Linked DNA regions of Sus scrofa: region 1 is linked to region 2. The links are chromatin contacts, called in public HiChIP or PLAC-seq maps. All regions are on one chromosome and are shown on one strand. Each heading gives the region's core, a stretch centred on a gene start, on an enhancer-like site or on the middle of the called end of the contact. The rest is flanking DNA. Distances are from core to core; before and after follow the strand shown. Region 1 holds the start of EDEM2 (ER degradation-enhancing alpha-mannosidase-like protein 2). Region 2 holds the start of DYNLRB1 (dynein light chain roadblock-type 1).

Region 1 (6,483 bases), core at 1,222-3,721, 590 kb before region 2:
AGAATTAATAAACCTGCATTTAAAAAGAATGGGGTTAGGGAAGGGAATAGTTATTAAGAAATTGATATGTTCTAGTCACTGTGCTAGAATTTTCACCACTATCTCATTTAATCCCCAGAAATCCTTTATGGCATTTTCCATTTCCAGATTTTGAATCAGGAAATTAAGTTTCAGAGAGGTTAGGCAACTTACTCTGAGTGTCTTCACAAGTAAACATTCAAGATTGACACTTCTCTGGTGGACTATAACCTTCTAAAATCTAATATGATCATCAAAGAGTGAGAAGTAAAGCCAAGAAGAGAGAGAACTAATGCTTTCCAGAAGGTTTTTTTTTTTAAGTTTTTTTTTCATGAGAAACAATAAAATCAACCATAAAAATTGTGAAAATAGGTCACGATTGTATTTGCATTATGACAATGTGGAAATGCATGTTTTCATCAGGCTAGAAAAAGAAAACAAATTATGAGTTTGTCAATTTTTCTCATAAAAAGAGACCTATCATTACCAAACCCAGGCAACCTGTCCCCCACCCTCCATGTAACCACTTACTCCACACTAGAGTTTTGAATGGAGATAAAAAGATAAGCTACAGGACTTCTATGGAGAAGGACAATTAGGGCTGGGCGAGTTTCATAACTTGGAATGGTCCATATCTGAAAAAATCCTAGTACCTGTGATAGGCTAAAAAATGGTCCCCTAGGAGTTCTCTTGTGGGGCAGCAGGTTAAGTATTTGGCACTGTCACTGCAGTGGCTTGGGTCACTGCTATGGCACAGACTTGATCCCTGGCCGGGGAACTTCTGCGTGCTGCAGGCATGGCCAAAAAGAGAAAAAAAAAAAAAAGGGTCCCCTAAACATAATTAGATCCTAGTCTTTGAAATCTATAAGTATACTCTGTTTGGAAAGAGGGTCTTTGCTGATGTGATTAAGTTAAGGGTATTTATTTATTTTAATTATTTTATTTTACTTTTACAGCTGTACCTGTAGAATATGAAAGTTCCCAGCCTAGGGGTCAAAGCAGAACTGTAGCTGCTGGCCTACGCCACAGCCACAAGAGCTTGCAGCAATGCTGGATCCTTAACCCACTGAGTGATTCCAGAGATTGAACCCACATCTTCACAGACACTATACTGGGTTCTTAACCTGCTGAGCCACAGTGGGAACTCTCAAGTTAAGGATCCTGAGATGGGAGATCATACTGTATTATCTAGGTGGCCCCAACTGCAGTCATAATGTCCTTCTGGGAGAGCAGAGGGAGAGGTATGACACACACCCACAGAAAAGGAGGTGATAAGAACACTGAGGCAAAGATTGGAGTGATAGGGCCACAGGCCAAGGAATGCCAGCAACTGTCTTTTCCCCAGGAGAAGCTGGAGCAGCAAGGAGCAGATTCTTCCTCAGAGGCTCCAGGGGGAGGGCACCCTGATAATATCTTGATTTTGGCTCAGTGAAACTAATTTCAGGCCTCTAGCCTCTAGAACTGTGTTAGGGTACATTTCTGTTGCTTTAAGCCACCAAGTTTGTGGTAATTATACTTTGTTACAGCAGTCACAGGAATTTAATACTATGCCCCTGTGTTGTTACCTGAGTCTCAGTATACTGTCATCTCCTTTCCCTTCCATCTGGCACTTCCCAGAGGAGTTGCCAAAAGCATCGTAAAATTTTTTGTGTTTCTGTTCTATCACGCAGTGTGACATGCTCACTGAATCCTCGTAATCCTATTAGGCAAATACTAATATTATTCCTATTTTACAAATGAGTAAAATACCCAGAAGACAAGCTAGTCAGACCACACTCCTAACAAGGATGGAGCTAGTATTCTAACTCAGGTCTTCTCAATCTAAGGCCCACACTTTTTTTTTCCTTTTTTTGGCTCATGCCTGCAGCATGTGGAAGTTCCTGGGCCAGGACCAGAACTACATCACAGCAGCAATAACACCTGATCGGTAATCCATTGCACCACCAGATAACTCCAAGGCCCATGCTTAACCTCTACTCTGTGCTACCTTAAGCTCTCTGGGTTATGTTAGAGTTTTAATTCTTATATCTACTGACAGCATTTCAAGGTATTAATTTGAAGGTTGTTTTCAAGGATGCTGGTCCAAAGGGGACCAAACAAGTCTTCATTCCAGCTCAAGGAATTAAGCTGCCACTTCCATCTGTCTTTTTCATCAAAAAGAAAAGAATGAAGTCTCCCTTCAAATCCAGGGTTAAGTCTACTAAATATCATACTGCCTAAAATCATGTGTGTTGCTGTGGTCTAAAATGCTGACCAACTTTAAGAAGCTTTTTTAAAACGCTGTTGCTAAAGCATTAGTAAGAGTAACTGTAAGAGCCACTGTCTTTAGGACACGTTCATCTCGACTAGAGAGACTGTATATCCCAAGATGCTCTTTGCTTGGGTTCCGCCGCTTATTGCATTCTGGGGCTTGTAGTCCACAACTGAGTGGTTGATGTATCAGCACGCAGGCGCAGTGGCGCGAACTCCCGGAAGACTCAGCAAAGGCTCCCAGGATGAACGGGTGGCGGTGGCTGCTGCTGCTGTGGCCGCGCTGACAGGACACGAGCTCTATGCCTTTCCGGCTGCTCGTCCCGCTTGGCCTCCTGTGCGCGCTGCTGCCCTTGCACCATGGTGCGCCGGGCCCCGATGGCACCGCGCCCGACCCCGCGCACTACAGGTGAAGGGGGTCAGGCTCCCCGCCCTTCCATAGTTGGGGAATGGGAAGCGCAGACCTGGTCCCCTCCCTTGCCCTCTGTCCCAGGATACCCACCCTGACCTGCTGGGACCCCACCTCTGGGCTCCGGCAGAAATCAGGTGGTGATTCCCACTTTCCACCCTATTTCTTGTCCTTTCCCCTGACTGGTTTCCTTTGGTGGCCCCCTCCTTATTTCTTGTACCCCGCATCAGGGAGCGAGTCAAGGCCATGTTCTACCACGCCTACGACAGCTACCTGGAGAATGCCTTTCCCTACGACGAGCTGCGACCTCTCACCTGTGACGGGCACGACACCTGGGGCAGGTAGTGCGAGCGGAGGAGCAACAGGGCGGCCGGGGTCTGGCAGTCCTGTCCTAGGCGGGCGGGGCTGCTGGGACTGGTGCCTTCATGGTTTCCTCACTGGTTCCTGAAAACTTGCTAGCCAGGGTGGGGTCGCTTTCCCCTCAATTCGGGTCAGCACCACCAGGATCCACCCAACCTCCGGGAAAGCTGGATCTCATAGTGGAAAAAGGCTGGGTTAGCCTGGTGGGCTGGGCCTCTGGGCTCGGGCCACAAGTGTAACAGGCATCAGCTGTTGGGATTTGGGCAAATCTCTGGAGCTGTAGGATATGTGGAAGGGCTTCAAGAAATCAGAAGACCCAACCCCTTCATGTTACAAGTGGGCAAACAGGCCCATTAGGGGATGTAACTCTTGGCAAACATGAAACATCTGAGCTTTGGTAGTGTTTAGTGTAACTGAAACACGCTTCCCCCTTTACCCTCACATCCCTGACTGCTTCTTGAGATCTCAGCTCAAAATGTCCTCTCAGCCACAGTTCCCCTAACTACCCACCTCCTACAGGTCACACTCACAAACCACCCTTTTTATTTTCTTTGTAGCACTACTCACTCTGATACTGTCGTTTTCACTTATCTACTAGTGTGTCTTTCTTACTTCCACTAGAATAAAAATCTATGAAAGGTGGAATTCTCCATCTCGTTCCTTGCTGAACGAGTGAAGAATCATTGCATTTGCCTGAAGCTGACATGGATTAAACACTGTGCTAAGCATTTTGCTTGTGTCATCTCATGTAATTAACGCCCCTAGGAGTCAAGTGCCTTTACCTCTATTTTACAAGTGGATATGCTAAGGACTGGAGAAGTTAAGCAAACTCAGCACAATTTGTGCTAGTTTTCTTTTTTTTAATAGTTGAAAAAAGCAATACAAGCAAATGGCAAATTCAAGCAGTGCAATATCATTTAATAAAATAAAATATCTCCCATACTCTAGAACTCTACCCACTGTTAACTTTCTTGTGTATCCTTCCAGAAATATTTTGGGTTTATACCGTCATATAGGTATGTATATGTGTGTGTTTCTAAATTAACTTTTTAAAAGCATAACTTACATAAAATGCACCTATTTTAAGTGTCTAATAACCACTATCACAGTCAAGAGAGAAAACATTTCTGTCACTCTAAATAAAGTTCTCTTGCAACCCTTTATAGTTAATTCTTCCACCACTGCTGGCCCCTAAACTTGCAAAATCTGCTTTCTGTCTGTATGTCTCTGTTGGAAAACACAATTAGAAACATACAACAGTACCTTTTCTGTACCTTGTGTTTTTCATTTAACTATCTAATTTGAATATCTTCACATTAGCCCATAGAACTCTTGATAACAACCTTTTTGACAACCTCATCCTTTTGCATTGTTTGAATGTATTACACTTTTCAACTGGTGTACCCGTGAGTTATTTCTATGGTTTTTTTCTGTTCTAAAAGCAGTACTGCCAGGAGCATTCTGAAACCTGCAGTTCTATGTCCTGTGAGGTAAATTTCTAGATGTGGAAAAGCCTGTGTTCTGAGCTACAATCTTATACTGCCTCCTTATGGCAGAGAAGAATGCCAGAGAACACAGGCCATGTGTGTAACTATGGTGGAGCTACATCACCCCACCTCCCAGGTGCCTTAAATGGGTCAGAGGTTCCAGGTGATTTTCCCTATGGCTTCTCTGTTGTGACTGCAGGTGGGGCTGGCAGAGGCATCACTGTGCCTCAATTTTAGTTTTTGACATATCTGTTCCGGGGGCAGCCTTCATATCTGGTGTTTGATTTTCTTATTAAGCAGCTGGGATTTTTGTCCTTTTACAGTTTTTCTCTGACTCTAATCGATGCTCTGGACACCTTGTTGGTAAGTGTCTCGTCTATTTCTTTTCTTCTCTAATCTTGCATAACCAACATCCTTCCTCTTTTGGCAGCTTGACTATGGGTAAAAAATGAATTCTTCACCTAAGCCTTTTATTTTTGTCTTATGATTCTGAATCATTGGGTTCCAGATGCCCATCTAGAGGAAAATGATGAATTCCAACTTATTCAGATTCATTTTTTGAGCAAATATTTCTAGAGGACCTGTTATGACTACAGAGCTGTGACGAGCCTAAATACGTGTGGGTAATAACAGAAGCTTTGATACCCTCCTTGTTTTTAGAGGCCTCCATGCTAATGGCCATAATCAGTGATTAAAATGCTGAGAGTAACATTGTGTTATGTGTAGGGCTCATGCTAAGCACTTTACATGTATTTTTTAATGCTTCCAACAACCCCATGAGGTAAGTACCTTTGCTCCTTTTGCACCTGAGAAATCTGATGCTTAGAAAGGGTGAAATGACTTGGCCAGGGCACCCAGCCATTAAATGCAGGGTTAGGACTTGCACGCAATTTGTATGACTCCAAGCCTTAACCATCATCCTTAAAAAGGCCACAAGAGAGGTTTTCACACCTTTCCTCCATTTCACTATTTCTGTTCTCTGTTACCCAGTCTCATTTTTCTAATATTTACATGATAGTATTTACATGATGGTGATCACTCTGCAGATATAATTTAGGTGTTTTGTTTGCTTTTTTTTTTTTTTTTTTTGCTTTTTAAGGTCATACTTGTGGCATATGGAGGTTCCCAGGCTAGGGGTCAAATTAGAGATACAGCTGCCAGTCATGGCCACAGCCACAGCAACACAGGATCTAGGCTGTGTCTGCGACCTACACCACAGCTCACAGCAACACTGGATCCGTGACCCACTCAGTGAGGCCATGGATCAAACCCACATCCTCATGGAAACTAGTCAGATTCATTTCTGCTGTGCAACAACAGGCACTCCCAAGTTTTTTTGCTTAATGTTAATTTGTATGTACTATCTATTCATCAAACATTTATTTATTTATTGAGAGCCAGCTGTGTCCCAAGCACAGGGTTAAGCTTTGGAGTAATAATGGTGAGTTTAAACAGACAGGGTCCCTGCTTTCTTGGAGTTTATGATTTCAGTGAGGGAGACAAGGAATCAAAGATAACCCTAAAGAATGTAGTATTACAAATTGAGGTGAGTGCTGTGTGGGAAAGGAACATGGCTCTGTGAATGGTTATGATAAAGGAAATGACCTAGACTGAGAAAGTCAGGAAGGATTTTCCCTAAAGGAATGAAATGACACTTAAGTTGGGATCTGAAGAAGAAGCAAGTGTTGACTAGAGAAGCAGGGGAGGAAAGAGTATCCAGGCAGAGGGAACAGCCTGTGCGAAGTCCTTGTGGCAGGAGAGAGCATGGCAAGTGCAGTGAAATAATAGAAGGCCAGTGTGGCTGGGATATGGAGAAGGAAGAGGAGGGAGCAGAGTGGAGATGGAGGGAGGCACGAGGATCAGATGATGCCAGCCCATGGAAAGCCATGGAAATTTCTCAAGTACAGGCCAAGAAATGATAAGATTTCTGTCTTGAGAAGAATCCTGGCTACAACGTGG
Region 2 (6,266 bases), core at 673-3,172:
CCTACACCACCACTCACAGCAATGCTGGATCCTTAACCCACTGAACGAGACCAGGGATTGAATCCACATCCTCATGAATACTAGTCAGGTTCGTAACTCTGGACCACGACGGGAACTCCCTATGGATGACTTTTATATCACCATCCAAAAGAGCTATCTGTCAGTTTCTACAAAATGTTTAAAATGTGCCCGTCATTAGTACCACTTCTGTTTACCGCTACACAAACACTAGCATGAGTGGGGCAAAAAAAAAAAGGACAAAAACAGCACTGTAGCATTGTCTGGAGTGAAATACTGTAATACATCTCAATGTATATACTGCAGTAGAAGATAAATACACTCCTTTAAAAGAATGAAGTACGTTTGTATATAATGACATGGAAAAATATCTGATAGTTTTTAGTGAAGAGTGTAAGTTCCAAAATGAGATTATCTACCCATATAGCCTAGAGTAAACTTAATATGTATAAATATGTTCCAATATCATGTAACAGGTTATATATAAATATGCTTATGCACTTAATAAATATGGAAAGAAACACACCCAACTGTCATTACCAGAGAGGAGTGAGGTGGGAACTACATATACTTTCTACGTTACAAACTTTGGTACTGCTTCAATTTGTTGAAATGTGCATCTAAATATATTTTGCTTTCATGAGTAGAAGCACACAATAGCATGGTAGAAGTTGCAGGAAGCTACTATTAGTGTAAGAAAAAGACAGGACATATATACATGCTGGTATACATATAAAAGGAACTAATGTTTCTAAAGGAGATTGAAGCTGGGTATCAAGGTTTGGTGGAAGATTTATTTTCACTTAGATCCTTTCAGATGCTTTTTTGTTTTTACTGTGTGCAGTTATTATCTGCTAAAAGTCAATTTCTTTTACAGTTTAAAAAGTGATATGAATGATAAAGTTACCTCATCTAGTCTATAAACTAGCTAACTATAAACTATAAATAGCTGTATCTATTCTACATACAGCTAAACTATATAAAGCAAAAACTGACGAAAACAAAACAAGTAATCTGCCTAATTATAAGTCGTTACCTCCAGGTATGGTACTGTTTCTTATTCCCTTTCAATTTTTCTTTTAGGCTTTAAATTCTTAAATACGATTTTTTAAAACCATTCACATGGTTTAACGTTCAAAAGCTCTTTCCAAGTTGTTGTTTTTTTTGTTTTGTTTTGTTTTTTACAAGTTGGGAGGATTAAAAACACAAGAAACCAAACCTGTAAAGGCATAAAGAGCCCACAGTTCCAGTCAGCAAGGCAGGAACCACAAGGGTGGATCCCGCTCGTTTCTGACTCATGCACCATTTCTCAACGGCTCGAAAGAATCACACAGAAAGGCAGCAGTCAAGTGTCTAGGGTTCAAGTCCATCTCCGTCATTTACTGGGGCAGGGCACTTAGTTTCACCGGGTTTTACATCCCGAGTGTGTAATACAGGGATAATGGTCGTACCTACTTCACAGAGCTACGGTGAGGAGGCAGGCCAGGGTATGTAAAGCGTATAGCAGTGTCTGGCACGAATTAAGTTTCTAGAAAATATAATCACTATTGTTGTTATAGCTCAACAAGGCCAAGGTTGCTAGGATGCAGGGGCCCGTGTGCCCAGCTCCGTCAATCCTTCCCCGTGGCACCAGCAACTACTTCCGGTCAAGGGACCACTGGATCCGGTGGCCCCGCCTCGGCCCCCTCGGTCCGAGTCAGGAGGCCCGCGCCGCCCCGGTTCCGCCCTCCAGACTGCTTCGGTCCGGCGCGCCCAGCCCCGCGGATGCCGCCCGGGAGGATGGACCTCTGGGCTGAGGGTGGTGGGAGGTCGTGGTTGGCCACCTCCCGGCCGCTGGCCACAAGCTCCCAGCAGATACTCACCATCTCGGACCGATCCTGTAGCTCCTCGTCGCCGGCCTTCAGCCCAGTCCCGGAGCTTCTCTGCGCCTGCGCACAGCTCCTGTCAAAGCGGACAGGCTCGGTAGCCTATCAGGAGCCAGCAGGCGGGTAGGCGGATCCTGGGGAATTGGCCCAGTGCTGTCCGCGAACAGCAAAGTAGCAATCCAGCTATGGAAAATTCCCAGCTCCAGCTATGCCGAAAAGAGGCAAGTTGGCTTTGTTGGAAGAGGCTTTCAACACTTAACCGAGGCCTGAGCTAGCTCTGGAGGTCCTGGGTGTAGGGTGGGGAGAGACTCTGAAGGAGTGGGTGTTGCTGATATCCACTTTGCTCCCGAATTGAGGCAAGGCGAGGCTCCGAGCCAAAATGCGCTAAAAAGTCCGAAATTCGAACTGGAGCCAAGAATCCATAGGGTCTCGTGAGCGACTCCCCCGGATTCCATGAGGGCACTGAGGTAAAGTGGTCGGGGCTAGCCTGGGAGTCTTTTAGTCTTAGAACCTCTAGCTCAGGGCCGCCCTTGTGTTGCCTTAGAGAAGCCACTTCAAATTTCTGTAGTCCCTCATTTGCTCACCTTTAAAAGGGGGACCCTTCTTCCTAGAGCCCTATGTTAAGTTTTCCACACAAAAAAATTCTGGGTTCTCTAGCAGGAAATAATTTGCTAAGACAACTGCCATTTAGTGAACCTTGTGCTATGTTACTGGGCTTACACCCACTCTATCTCCTGTAGCCTCAGCTTAAAGTTTCTTGGAGGCACTGGAGCTTGCTGAATTCAAGCTCCAAACTTTCATTCCACTGTCGCCTCGTTCAGTTGAGTAAGGATTTGGTTTTCCTTCCAGGGGCGTCTGCATGTTAAGAAGATTGAATAGTGACTTTATGGTGAAGAAACTTGGGAGACACCATCATAACCAGAGGATCAAGGTTAACATAACTGGTTATGGGATATACTAATATGTGCCCTCTGATAATCTTGCAAAGGGCACTTTACATCTGTGGTGTTTTTCACAAAAATCCATGGCCTTAACCATGAGAAAACATTAAACCAAACTTGAGGGACTCTATAAGGTACCCAACCAATACTCTTCAAAAAATGTCAAAGTCACACACACACACACACAAAAAGAACTGGAGTTCCCGTCGTGGCGCAGTGGTTAACGAATCCGACTAGGAACCATGAGGTTGCTCAGTGGGTTAACAATCCAGCGTTGCCATGAGCTGTGGTGTAGGTTGCAGACGCGGCTCGGATCCATCGTTGTTGTGGCTCTGGCATAGGCTGGTGGTTACAGCTCCAATTGGACCCCTAGCCTGGGAACCTCCATATGCCGCGAGAGCGGCCCAAGAAAATGGGAAAAAGACAAAAAGACCCAAAAAAAAAAAAAAAAAGTCAAAGTCTGGAAAGACAAGGAATGAATGAGAACTGTCACAGATTGAAAGAGACTGAGAAAAGGGACATTGGTGGAAAAACTAGTGAAATCTGTAAAAAGGTTTTAGTTTAGCATTATTTTACAGATGTCAACTTATATGAGATGTTAACATTGGGGAAAGCTGGATGAAGAGTGTGCAGGAGGAGTTCTCCATACTATATTTGCAACAGCTCTGTAAGTCAAATTATTTCAAAGTTTTAAAAAAAGTATTAAGACACAAAGAAGTGATTATTGAACTCTGGAAACATTCGACAAACATTTTGCAAGGGGAAGAAGGGCTGTAGTAACTGGACCTCAAAATATCCTGTAATATCCTGTAAGAGGCACAGCGGAAATGAATCTGACTAGGACCCATTAGGTTGTGGGTTCAATCCCTGGCCTCGTTCAGTGGGTTAAGGATACAGCATGGCCGGGAGCTGTGGTGTAGGTTGCAGATGCGGCTCAGATCCTGTTTAGTTGTGGCTGTGGAGATCAGCAGCTGTAGCTCCGATTCGACCCCTAGTCTGGGAAGGTCCATATGCTGCAGGTGCAGCCCTAAAAAGCAAAAAGCAAAAAAAAAAAATCCTGGAAGAAAAGCACAGAAGGATCATTACCACAATCTTACATATAGAGAACTGTACTGAGAGGGGTGAATGAATTGAACATCACAGTCACAAAAGCAAAAAAGAGAATGGCCAATGATCCATGGGTTCATGACTGATTTGGAAATAGTTAGGGCCTTGAGTGGACAGGCTTATGAGCTTTAATTAGAGTTTATTCTGTGGCAATGGAGGAAACTTGTAAAATTTTAAGAGGGGAGAACCATGAGACTGAAGTCTTCCAACGGGCATTCTAAGGTAGCACAGGTGGACTGGAGAGAATGGAAGCAATGACAAGAGATTGCTACAGCAAACCAGGGTAGGGATGAAGAATGTGGGCTGTGGCAATGGGGCAGCTCTGAGAGAAGTGATTCAAAAGAAGTTCTGGAGATGGATTCGACAGGATTTGGAGACCAATTAGATGGAACAGCTAACCCATGGAAGACTCCCAGGGTTGCTGTAAGTAGCAGTACAGCAAAACTTTTTAAGCATGTAGTCTTTGGCATCAAACAATCCTGAATTCCAATTTGCACTCTTGCCACTTAATAACTGGACACTTCCAGTTACTCAACCACGTTTAGCCTATTTTCTTTTCTTTAAAATAGAGATAATCATTCCTCTCTGTGAGTGGCCAGGAAGACTAAATGACAGTGCATATAGCATATCTAAGTTTTTGGGACACAGTAAGTGTTGACAGTTATCCTGGACTAAGTGAATATGGGTGTGATACCAGTTGCTAGGACAGAGAAGACAAATAGAGGTCTTAATAAGACAGATGGAAATAACAGTATGGCTGGTTTCAGTGATCTGCAGGTATGACTGTAAATTCTCAAGGTTCTTCCCTGTGGTTTCTTTGAGGAAGCCCTCTTGCCCACAGCATCTTTGCTCAGTGGGAACCTGTCCACAAGGAACCAGTATTATCTTGTGAACCAGTATACTGTTCACAAGGGACCAGTACAGGTCTCCACTGAAGACCCTTGTTGCCAACCAGGAAGATTCCTGTGGATCCTCCTAAATGTCCTGACCACAAAGGAGCCCTCCAGACACACAGAAATAGATAAATGAAATGGGAATGACAGCAGTTTCTGTGCTGGAGTTACAATGTAAGGCGCTTTTCATAAGAGTCTAGAGAATTCTACTCCAGAGAACAGAACAGTCTCAGCCACAGCGGAGTCCCAGTTTGATGCTTTGTAGGATCTGGAGCTGGACAGGCAAATGATCAGAATAAACAACTAGTTGGGGGAGTTCCTTTTGCGGTGCAGTGGAAACAAATCCGACTCAGAACCATGAGGTTTCGGGTTCGATCCCTGGCCTCCCTCAGTGGGTTAAGGATCCAGTTTTGCTGTGAGCTGTGGTGTAGGTTGCAGAGGTGGCTTGGATCCCGCATGGCTGTGATGTAGACCAGCAGCTGTAGCTCTGATTAGACCCCTAGCCTGGAAACCTAGATATGCCGCAGGGGCAGTCCTACAAAGCAAAAAACAAACAACTACTTGGAAACGAATCTGACTAGTATCCATGCGGTTTAAATCCCTGGAGTTGATCAGTGGGTCAGGGACCCGGCATTGCCATGAGCTACAGCTGGGGATCTGGCATTGCTGTGGCTGAGATGTAGGCCAGCAGCTGCAGCTCTGATTCTATCCCCAGGGCTGGGAAATTCCATATGCCTCGGGTGCAGCCCTTAAAAGCAAACAAACCAACCCAACTACTTATTTTCCTGTGGAAGATTTCCTCATGCTGGGGGGAACATGTTTTCCCTCTTTCTCTTAGCCATGCTGAAACTAGCTTTCCAGCTGCCTATATAGGATAAACAGGATAGGGTCTACTTTGCAGGACCTGGGAGGAACCTGTAATTTCTGTCCTCCAGTCACTGTTAGATCACCGTGTTTAAAAAAACAACAAATAAATTCCCTCTTCTTTCCATGGAATCTATTTTAAAGGAGAACATAATCTCTTGTTTTCCTAATAAGAAAAAGGTCTACCAGGAGTTCCCATCGTGGCTCAGTAGTTAACGAATCCGACTAGGAACATGAGGTTGCAGGTTTGATCCCTGGCCTTGCTCAGTGGGTTAAGGAATCCAGCTTTGCTGTGAGCTGTGGTATAGGTCGAAGAGGTGGCTTGGATCCCATGTAGCTCTGGTATAGACCAGCAGCTATAGCTCCGACTTGACCCTTAGCCTGGGAACCTCCATATGTCGTGGGTGCAGCCCTAAAAAGCAAAGAAGAAAAAGGTCTACTGAAACAAGTTTACTGACAGTCTTGGTAGCTAGCTGGTGGTTCTCTCTTGAGCACTTCTGGCTGGGATCCTGTCTTAGAGAACCATTAGTTGTTCAAGAAAAGGAGACATCTTCATCTTGGTTCTCTTCAAAATGGGC

What was found. HiChIP or PLAC-seq counts read pairs in DNA pulled down with a chosen protein or histone mark.
Region 1: an H3K27ac HiChIP or PLAC-seq map of alveolar macrophages shows a contact between it and region 2. The contact joins the promoter of EDEM2 here to the promoter of DYNLRB1 in region 2. A contact is called at or near these places in 1 of 5 promoter capture datasets (fetal liver) and 1 of 2 datasets of contacts at active chromatin or transcription factors (alveolar macrophages).

What each region holds. Positions count from the first base shown.
Region 1 is chr17:38,511,231-38,517,713 of Sscrofa11.1, reverse strand. It overlaps EDEM2 (ER degradation-enhancing alpha-mannosidase-like protein 2), which reads left to right and starts at 2,471. Exons shown (of 11, transcript XM_003359958.5): 1 at 2,471-2,677; 2 at 2,908-3,018; 3 at 4,848-4,887. The coding sequence starts at 2,571.
Region 2 is chr17:37,919,128-37,925,393 of Sscrofa11.1, reverse strand. It overlaps DYNLRB1 (dynein light chain roadblock-type 1), which reads right to left and starts at 1,922. Exons shown (of 4, transcript NM_001190180.1): 1 at 1,881-1,922. The coding sequence starts at 1,883.